Linked DNA regions of Rattus norvegicus: region 1 is linked to region 2. Evidence: chromatin contacts called from public Hi-C data. All regions are on one chromosome and are shown on one strand. Each heading gives the region's core, a stretch centred on a gene start, on an enhancer-like site or on the middle of the called end of the contact. The rest is flanking DNA. Distances are from core to core; before and after follow the strand shown. Region 1 has its middle 130 kb from the start of Ddhd1. Region 2 holds the start of Ddhd1 (DDHD domain containing 1).

What was found. Hi-C and Micro-C count contacts between places; a contact is called where the count stands out from the background.
Region 1: a Hi-C map of Schwann cells shows a contact between it and region 2, with 4 times the contacts expected there. The contact joins the enhancer-like site here to the promoter of Ddhd1 in region 2. A contact is called at or near these places in 5 of 12 Hi-C or Micro-C datasets (the A7r5 cell line, Schwann cells, kidney and 2 more) and 1 of 1 datasets of contacts at active chromatin or transcription factors (oligodendrocytes).

What each region holds. Positions count from the first base shown.
Region 1 is chr15:21,497,995-21,503,165 of GRCr8, reverse strand. No RefSeq gene overlaps it. Among named protein-coding and RNA genes, the nearest start is that of Ddhd1, 130 kb to the right of the region's middle. Within about 2 kb of position 2,480, at least 35 of the 93 cell types and tissues checked have an H3K27ac peak or open chromatin away from gene starts, as enhancers often do. A contact at or near this core is called in Schwann cells, where this site is marked.
Region 2 is chr15:21,368,535-21,373,373 of GRCr8, reverse strand. It overlaps Ddhd1 (DDHD domain containing 1), which reads left to right and starts at 2,766. Exons shown (of 12, transcript NM_001033066.2): 1 at 2,766-3,621. The coding sequence starts at 2,835. It overlaps LOC108352895 (a long non-coding RNA gene), which reads right to left and starts at 2,555. Exons shown (of 2, transcript XR_001841294.3): 1 at 2,426-2,555; 2 at 1-1,745.

The DNA of each region.
Region 1 (5,171 bases), core at 1,231-3,730, 130 kb before region 2:
ATTTGAAATGCAAATAAAAAATCCAATAAAAAAATTACTTTTTAAAAAAAAGAGTCCCTTCAGCTAAGATCACACGTTGGTAAGAAAATGTCACCAGGCCCTCAAAGTCCAACGTCGGGCAGAGTTCTTCTCCATGACACAACTGCTTCTAACTCCAGTGACATTAAACTGTCTAAGGGTGAGGTCTCCTGAAATGTGTAAGGAGGAACTGTGCTCTACTTTGGCCTGGTTGAAGCACAGATAGCGTGAGCGTTATTGAAACTTCCGGTCACTCCCAGTGCGATTGTCAATGTGGAAGCACACTGGTGCACACACTCCCCTGAGACTCCCAGTAAAGGGTTGGAATTAGTATAGCTGGTGTTAGGGCTGAGCAAAGGTGGGGCAATGACGTATTTATCAGTAAAGTATAAATCATGGTTGTCATTTTTCTCTCCCCCCATAAGGCGAGTCGTTTTTGAATAAACTTCATGTGATTGGTTGGAAGTGGATGTTTTTCACCGTCCTGGTCACAAGCTTGCTCCCCAAGTGGGGACCCCAGTTTAAAATACTTCTGACCTGGAAGCTACCAGTGGTGTGAAATATTCCATGAAGCAAATCCAATATCCCCCTTTTCTTGAGTTCTCTATTATTCTCACATCCGATATGACCACAAATAGCTTTTTAAACTGGACCAGCTATAGAAAACAGCCCGAGAAACCAAGAGGATAAAGAAAAAAGGAAAACCTGGACAAGTTCACCGTACACATGCGTGAGCTTCCAAGAACAACAACAGGATTTTAGTATTCAACAACTTTGGCTGAACGTCTCCATAGCTTTCGATAACTTCAGTGAATTCTGGGCCAATAAACTCACCACAAACAGGACAGCGAGGGAAGGACCCCATAGGGAAGACCCAAGCCACTTGGGCCCGATGTCAAAAGTGAGAACCAATGGAAAAACAGTTCGCACTCATAGAGAGCCATGTTTTAAGGCTAAGATGTTTCATCTTTATGAGAAGTGGCAGGATCCTGGTCTCTTCTTGTCACCATCCAGTCTGTCAGCCAAAATGCTAAATAGCCCGTTTCTGCTCTAAGACAGATAGTGAATGGTCACATTATTCTCTCTGGCCGGGCAGAGCCGTGGCATGATAGCAGAATGTCAAAGTGGAGCTGAAAAGAGCTTTGTGTGAGATGAAACAAAGCTCCAAAGATAGCGGGTGGCTGAATCACTTAGGATGTGGCCACAAATAGTACCACAAGGAGGTTGCTGGGCAAAGCCGGTGCCAGAAACCCTCAGGAAATCTCTGGCTGGTTACAGAGGGCAGGTGGGTACACCGGAAACAAGTCCCCCTCCACATGAAGAGCGGGAAGCTTAAACGAAGAAAGCCAACTCCTAGATCCTAATACACAGCTATTTTAATTTATTGATTTAGTAAAAATTGTGCTGCCGTAAGACAAGGCACTTTTCCCCCAGACAGGTGCACCGCAGTTTTTTCTTAAATATTAAATCTTCAGAGAATCACACGATAAATGGCAGCCTGAAAACAACTTACGTGCCCTGGCAGAATTTGAAACAGAATTATTTTTCCCTCTCTGTAAACCTTCTGTCAGTGGGAAGGACAGCGCTGCCAAACTGAGGGGTCCAATCTGGAGGCGAGGAGGCTCCCACTTAAACCAGGGAGACCTGCCAAGACTTCCAAGGCCAAGTCGGAAACAACCACATTGAGTTCATTAAAACGACCAAGTGATCAAAGGCGCCCCGGCCTTCACAAAGGCAAAAAATTAATCTGTTTAGTACTTGGCTAAATTCTCAACTGTTGAAGTAAATTTGAAATGAAATTCGTCAAATTCTCCTCTTCCTGTGGAAAAATCCCTTCAGTTCCTCGGAGTGCCCACAAGGTGGCAGAAGCGCTCTTTGCGTTAGGAATGGACTGGCCAGCTGCCAAAGCTCCCTTCCTGAATTATTGTGTAAATGCAAGTAAATTGAAGAACCAGTGTGAACATCAAATATGTAGAGCTCGGGGTCGGAGAGAAAGGAAGCTGGAACAGAAGGGTCCAATAGGGAAGGGGAGGACAGCTAACACTAAGGGCTATTTGAGGGGTCATATGGAAACCCCGTATGTAGAAGCCTGCTAAAATGTGTACATATATAAAGGTGCTCTAAAGAAGTCCAAATCAGGGGAGAGACAGAGCCTCAACTGGACATCTCTTATCACCAAACGATGCTTCTACTACAAGAAATGGGTTAGATCTAATTGAACTTTTGGTCAAAGTGGACCCATGGGAACCCCAAACAACCTGAGTTATTGCCAGGGTTATTGATTACTCCCCAGAAACTGACAGTAAGGCCCCGTCGCTAAAGCCAACCCCTACACAACTCACTGAACACAGAGAAGTTGAGCTGGCGCCTCCCCGGAGTCTTTGCCCCGAGGGACTAGTGTTCTTGGTTCTTGAAAGTACTCCTCATGCCACCAAAGCAGAAAGAGTAACATGAGCCCAGCTGTAAACCCTGCTACCTACTGTGGTGACCTGCCGCGTGTGCGACACGCTTGTGCAATAGCAGGACTAACGTTGTGTGAATAGCCAGTTCACTCTCTGATTGAATTTAAGGCCCACTCCGTGAGATGAAACCTACGCCCGACACTGGGTGGCCAAAATCCTGAGACTAAGACAGGCCAGGGAAAGCTAAATACTACTGCCTTAACGCAAATCACATAGCGTAAAGTGGGCTGTTTTGCTAAAATGCTTGCTAAGCTGTACAATGACTCATAATGGCATTCTGCTAGGTTCATGGAGCCATCATCAGAGCCGTCTCCTCTGAAGCAGATGGGAACCAGTGCAGAGACCCTCGGCCATACTGTGTGCAGAGAGAGAGAGACCTCGGGACACTCGGTCCTAACCAAAGTATCGCTATCAATCCCTCCTCCCAGAGCTCAGGAGGGGACCTTGCAAAGGAAGTAGAAAGATTGTAAGAGAGGTGGTGGAGGACACTAGAGCCAAAAGGCTTTCTGAACACGCACGCGCGCACACACACAGGCTACATCGGCATGCTCAGGGCCAGCACTGGACTGTTCTAGATGGGGTCCCGGTGTTGGGAGAAATAGACACACACACCCCCATCCCTAACTCAGAAGCTCCCTCCGATTGATAATCACTCGAAAATTAAAATTAAGAATTTGTTTTCTCCAGCAGAGCCTTACTAGGGATACAAACCGCTCTAAGGGCAGGTGCCATCCCCAGCAGCAGATGGCCCACAGGAAGTGAATCATCAGCATCTCTGAGAGGTTCTCTGTGTCACAGTGCTTTGTCAGAATTTTTTTTTTAAACCATACAAAGCCTTTGCATATATGTTATGGCTTTGGTGTTGTGTTTTTTATGGGATCTCTCTCTCTCTCTCTCTCTCTCTCTCTCTCTCTGTGTGTGTGTGTGTGTGTGTGTGTGTGTGTGCTTGGGGGCGGGCAATCCATGCTTCTGTATGTGCACTTGTATTCATGTAGAGATCAGAGAACAACCCTGGGTGTCCTTCTTTGGGAACTATACACCTTGTTTTATAAAACATATCTCCCTGGACTAGAACCCGATAAGCAGGCTAGGCTAGCTGGCCACAGAGAACCAGATCCACCTCCCCTGAGACTATAAGCACATGCCACCAAACCCACCATTTTTAATGTGGGTTCTTAGTATCAAATACAGTCCACCATGCTGGCACAGCTCTACATGCTTGCACACTAATCGTGTTGGCACACTCACCATGCTGACACATTCACTGTGCTCACCATGCTGGCACACTCACCATGCTTGCACACTCACCATGCTGGCACATTCACATGTTTGCACACTAACCGTGTTGGCACACTGACTATGCTGGCACACTCACCGTGCTGGCTGAGCTGTCTCCAGCCAAACAATCTTTCTGAATGAAGAATGGTGAAACCAAAAGACCAGTCTTGGCTAGCAATGGAAAGGCCTATGGTATATGTATCTCTCACGGCCCCAAGGTCCCACTTCTCACACCCAGCCACACCCTCGCCAGCTTTCATTATTCCTTGAAGACTCGTGCCCCTCCCGAGTCATCGAATAACTGTGACCTTGTCAATAAATGAAGAACAGGAAACCTGGCCCCCAGCCAGCTCTCTCACCCCTGACCGATCTTCAAAGCCTGAAGCTCAAGTTCTCCTGCCCTGAGCACTGTGTTCCCGTTGGACAAGCTGAAGGCAGTGTCCCTTCTCCGTGTCTTGCATTTCCTGGGAGGGCATGTAAAATATTAATGCATTCCAGCATGAGAATCAAAACTCATTAAAAATACATCGAATTTCATGAAATGCCCTCACTGTTTGTTTCATAAAGTGAAAACAACTATTCCAACGGGATGGGGGGAGAGGAATGAATGGTTTTTTGTGCCTCTAATTTCACACATGCTGGTACAAAATGAAATCAATAGCCACAGGAAGGCACGCAATCCAAGACTTCCTTCTCAACAGTAATAAATCCAATCTGACCCAGGTATGGTATGGCACTCGGCATAGCTTATAAAAATCCAGTTGCTAGATCATGTATTTCCATAGTAATCCTTCACGAAATTAATAGGAAGTGCTAAGTTAGGACAAATGACCTCCAATCAAATCCAGATGCTCAACCCACACTAGGTAAAAATTTCGGAACAGTTAAAAGCAGCGCTCTCCTCTAGTGCTCTCTGAGCACGGAATGTACACGCGTGGGAAGGGATCCCTAGGAGAGCAGGAGTGGTGTGGCACCCTGAGTCCCCACTGCTGTGTTTATACTGAGACTCTGACACCCCTGAGTTTGGAAGCACAGTTGGTGGTATAGGAGGGACAGAGGAGCCCCCTGAGACAGGCTGACCACAGAGAGTGGCTAGTTTCCATCCCAGACTCAGATCTAAGTCAAAGACGATGGAGAAAAAGTTGAACTACCTCATGGTCATTGGCCTCCTTGGTGATGGTCCCTTCAGTAGTAGAGGCAATAATAAAAATGTCACCTTATCAGTCTGGAAGAGTGGCAGTGTCCATAGGCACATGGTGCCTTTGGAAGTGTCTGTGGTCCTGATGCTTTTTGTGCCACTGATGGGTGATAGGTTATTTCTCCTCCGGTAAGATGAGCCAATTTAAGCCAGATTAGAATATTAAAAGGCAGGTTTGTAGGGAATCTGCTCTCCATCAAGTTCACACACTCCAA
Region 2 (4,839 bases), core at 1,517-4,016:
AGATCTCTGAGTTTGAAGCCAGCCTGGTCTACAGGTTGAGTTCCCGGACAGCCAGAGCTACACAGAGAAGCTCCCATCTCAAGAAACAAACAAGACAGACAACTCCAAAGAACAATGATGTTCTTTGATAGAAATGATGTCATCCCTAAGAGTTAAAACTGCTAAAAAAAAAAAAACCACACAAACAAACAACAAAGCAAACAAACAAATGACAAGCAAAACCACAATTGATTATTAGCATGGAAATACTCTGGCTATATCCTGCCAACAGGAAGACATTTTAAAGAAAGAGGAAAGGAAAGGACGTGGGTACTCTTAGTACGGTAGAGGAGGAAGTTTATTATAGATATGTGGGAGAGCTTAGCCAGAGACAGAGACATCTGTCCAGAGTACATGTGACCAGGCTGAGCTGGGCTGTGTGGGGAGAGGGGAGAGAGAAGAACCCAGTGCTGTAGCCAAGAGGTCAAAAGTGCAAGAGGGGCAGGTGACCAAAAAGGCTGGATTATATAGGGAAGAGGCACCTAGGGAAGGGCAGCCTGGTCCCTGGGCTGGAGAGTTCTGGGGTAGAAGGCAGGGTATGCCAGCCATATCCTGTAACAGGTAGGGACTGAGGGATGCTGGGAGAACCTGGAGGTCGGATCTGCTTTGATATTAAATAGACACCTCGGCCATTTGTCCCAGGGTTTGAGACTTAACACTGATATCTACTACTTTTAATTACACTTTAATATAGCCTCGGTGTTTACTTATCAAGATCCCCTCCTAAGCTACAGGTTCCTGGTTCTCTTTGGCATCAGAAGCTATACAGAAGTGTCTGTGCCTGGATACCTATCAGAACAGTGTGCGGTAATGCCTTCATGGAAAGAAAACAGTTCATACCCAATTTCTTACTCTGCATTATTATTAATAGAAACATTGGGAAAGAATTAGGGATGCAGCAACTCAAGATGGCAGTATGGATGACGCTTTGTCATTGAAGCAATAATGTACAAGCGGGCGGATTGCTCACGGCCAAGATATCCAGCCAATCGAGCCTTGCTGGTAGAAAGTCTACTTTGTACTCCTCTACTTAGCAGGAATTGCAACAGTATCACTTCGCATCCGCCCATAGGAAGCAGGGCCTTTTAACCACATCCCTACAAAAGCACGGGTGTACAGCTGAGGTGATCCGGATCTAAATAAGGACTCTGAAGGATCTCTGACAGGTTACATCCTCAGAGCAAGACAACTTGCCCTACTGACCTGATTCCACAAAGAGTAAAAACATTAACAGTGAAGACTGTCTACTCTTGGTCTAAGAGCAAGGTTGGAGATTGTCTTCCGGCAATTCTCAAGATAGGGTGGGTCTATAAAATAAAAACTTTTCAATTAAAAGAAATTGTCTGAGGTGACAAAGTGCCTCAGCTATAAAACAGGATTTCTGTGGGAATAGAGCTGACCTTGACCAAATTCTTCAGTCAGCCACAATCCAGATAATCTCTGCTGGAGGAGCCTGCCACCCAAGTCGAACGGTCTTTTGTAAATCAAACAAATCCAGGTAAGACACATCACAGACCAACACATAGCCCTGTGGCTGCAAGAATTTCATTTCCAAGTCTCCCACTGGCCTTTATAAAGGACCCCAGCTAGCTTACTCCCTTCCAAGACACCCATTTCCCTCAGGAGAGTCTTTCTGTTTGAAATAAACTTCTGTTGATGTCAGACTCTGGTCTCTGTCTTCTGTCTCTTTGCGCTGTCTTGAAAATCTAACAAAAAGAAGCCCCGATGTTTCCCTGAAACCAGGAAGTGAGTTACAGAATCGGAGGTACATTAAAAACAAAAACCGAGCCAAACTCGGGAAGGCTTAAAGGCCATAGAATCACTTCTAGGCATCGCTAGAGATCACCCGGTACAATGATCTCCTAATTATGCACAAGGAATAAGACAAACAAATGAAGGAGATTAAATGACTTGCCTGGGGGTGGCAAAGTTGAGTCTAGAACCTTGTTTTTCTTTCAGTCTAATAATCTATCACACCAGGCTGGCAAGGCCAGTTAGTTTATAACCAAGGCACATCGAATGTGCAGAGACTGTGGGGAAAGACTGAGACATAGGTACTTGGTTTCCATCCAAGGCCTTACTGTAATACGGAAAGAACCGGAAGCATAAGTACATGAGAGTAAGCAACCCTAAGAGCTGGCACAGTGACGCTAGGACTCCTGTTTTCTAAGTGGGAGTAGTATTGCCAGGTGAGCCGCAGAGGCGGAGTGCCTTCTTTATGAATGGGCTGAAGGTTGGGAAAGGGCCAGACCAGGTGACCAAGCAGGTCTTTCGGATGCTTCAGGCAGGCCTAAAGCCAGGGACGTGAGCTAGCAATTTCCAGGGCCCCTCTGGGCATAGAGCTGGGGCTCATGACCCCAAAGTGTAAAGATGAGTGGGCGAAAACCTCATTCCGGCTGGCATTCAGGGGCGTGGAAGCGAGGGGGCGGAGCCAGTGCGAGCTGAGGCAGGGGCTCCACCGTTGCCGAGACTGCCGCGACCTCGTCTGACCCCCTCTTCCAGGCGCGAACCATTAGACTCCGCCGAGCGCCAGCAGGAGCAACACTAGTGGCTTCGGGCCTTCCGGGGAGGCGCGCGCGGTCTGGGGGCGGGGCCTCTTTCGGGCCCCGCCCACGCGGGGGGGTCTGCGTAACAATGGGGCGGGCCCCGGAACCGCGCTGCGGCGGCCGGGGGCCGGCGGGGAGGCGGAGTCGCCTCGGCCGCAGCTGCTGCCCTGCTGGGGATTTGAAAGATTATAAAGTCCGGGCCCAGAGGGCGGCGGCATCGGATGCGCGTGTGGCGGAAGCGCCGGCGGCATGAACTACCCCGGCCGCGGCGCCCCACGGAGCCCCGAGCGTAACGGCCGCGGCGGCGGTGCCTGGGAGCTAGGCTCGGACGCGGCGGGCGTGTTCGGTGGCGGCGGCTGCTGCTTCGAGCACCAGCCGGGTGACGGCGTGCCGCTGTCACTGCTGCGCGCGGAGCCGCTGCACCTGGCACCGGGCGCGGACGACTTGAGCCACCTGGCTCTGGACCCGTGCCTCAGCGACGAGAACTACGACTTCAGCTCGGCCGAGTCGGGTTCGTCGCTGCGCTACTACAGCGAGGGCGAGAGCGCGGGCGGCGGTAGCTCTTCTTCGCCTCCGCCGCCGCTGGTCGCTCCGAACTCGGGGGGCGGCGGGGCAGCGGGAGGGGGACCCGGTGACAGGAAGCGCTCCCGGCCGGGCGGCTGCGCCGCTCGGCACCGCTACGAGGTAGTGACGGAGCTGGGCCCCGAGGAGGTGCGCTGGTTCTACAAGGAAGACAAGAAGACCTGGAAGCCCTTCATCGGCTACGACTCTCTGCGCATTGAGCTCGCCTTCCGGAGCCTCCTGCAGACGACGGGCTCTCGTGCCCGGTCGGCGGACCGCGATGGAGACCGGGTGTGCGGCCCAACCTCTAGCTTCAGGGAGGACGACGAGGACCGCGCCTGCGGCTTCTGCCCGCGCGCGGTGGGGCCTGAGCCGGAGATGGAGGAGCTGGTGACCATCGAGCCCGTGTGCGTGCGCGGCGGCCTCTACGAGGTGGATGTCACTCAAGGAGAGTGCTACCCGGTATACTGGAACCGTAAGTGTCTGGCCAGGGGCGGGCCGGGCTCGGCGCGCGTTGGACCGGGTTTGGGGCTCGGTTGCCCCGCGATGCTCGGATGCCTCGGGTTAGGATGCAGGTTGTGCGGGGTGCCATGGCAGGTGAAGGGTAAAAGAGCAGATGGCAGCTCCCAAGCTGCTAGCGGGGTCAGGAGGGGAGGATTCCGCCGGGGATTGCGCCTCCTGGGTGAGTAGAGTACTGCTGCCATCCCCTGGAGGGTATCCAGGAACCGATCCCCAATCTGGTAGCTTTAGTTTCTTGACCCTACCAGGGGCTTTGTCCACCTGGATATCTGATCCGGTCTCACGTCTCCTGAAGCTCCCGTGATTTAAATAACATGTCCTGGAGTGAGTGGAAATGCTTGAGAGCGTCTTCATGAGACTCAACAGTTCACTTAAGACCCAGGAAGAGAAAAGCCCTGGCGGAAAAGGAGAGCTACAGTGTGTTATTCCCACTGGATGTGTTGGGCAGAAGAAAGAACTGCAGGAAATGGCTCTGGGAAATGGGTCCGTGCCCTCTGTGTGGAATGCTCGTGTATCCCTTGGGTCCTGTTTACTTACATATTTTTACTTTTGCTTCTTAACCTAGAAAAATTGCACGACCTCGGTTTTCTCATCTGTTAAATGGGTCTCTCTTAAAGGTTTAAAGGATGCTTTAGGCAACATGGGTAGGTTTAAAATCAGAATAAGGAGAAAGGTAATACATAAATAATCCGGTGTGGCATGCAGCATATGTTAATGTATGTGACATATAGTAGTAACAGTCTATTGGCCATCAATAAGTTGTACCATACAGTATTAACTGTATGCGCTTCAGTGCCCTAACTCAAATGTCTTTCCTGATCGTTAGGCCCTCTATACATCGTATATTATTCAGATCTGTATTAATTATGTGTATTGGTGGCTTAGCTTCCTTTCAGTTTATTTAGTGGCTCCTGGGCAGAGTCCACCGCCTTTATCTTTGTTCTCATAAAGCCTGGTGCAGTAGGTGTTCAGTGACTTGGTATTGAATCTCATCAGTGATTGATAATGCTAAAACATGCATACATTAAGTGCAAGTAACCAATATGGCAGACTCAACACAAGCCAAGTCAGGGAAAGGCAGCCTAGCAGATTTCTTGCGACTCTTAGTGACAATACAGGCGTTTGTTACTTTTTTTTTTTTTTAAGATGAGACTCATGTGGACTGTTAGGTCCC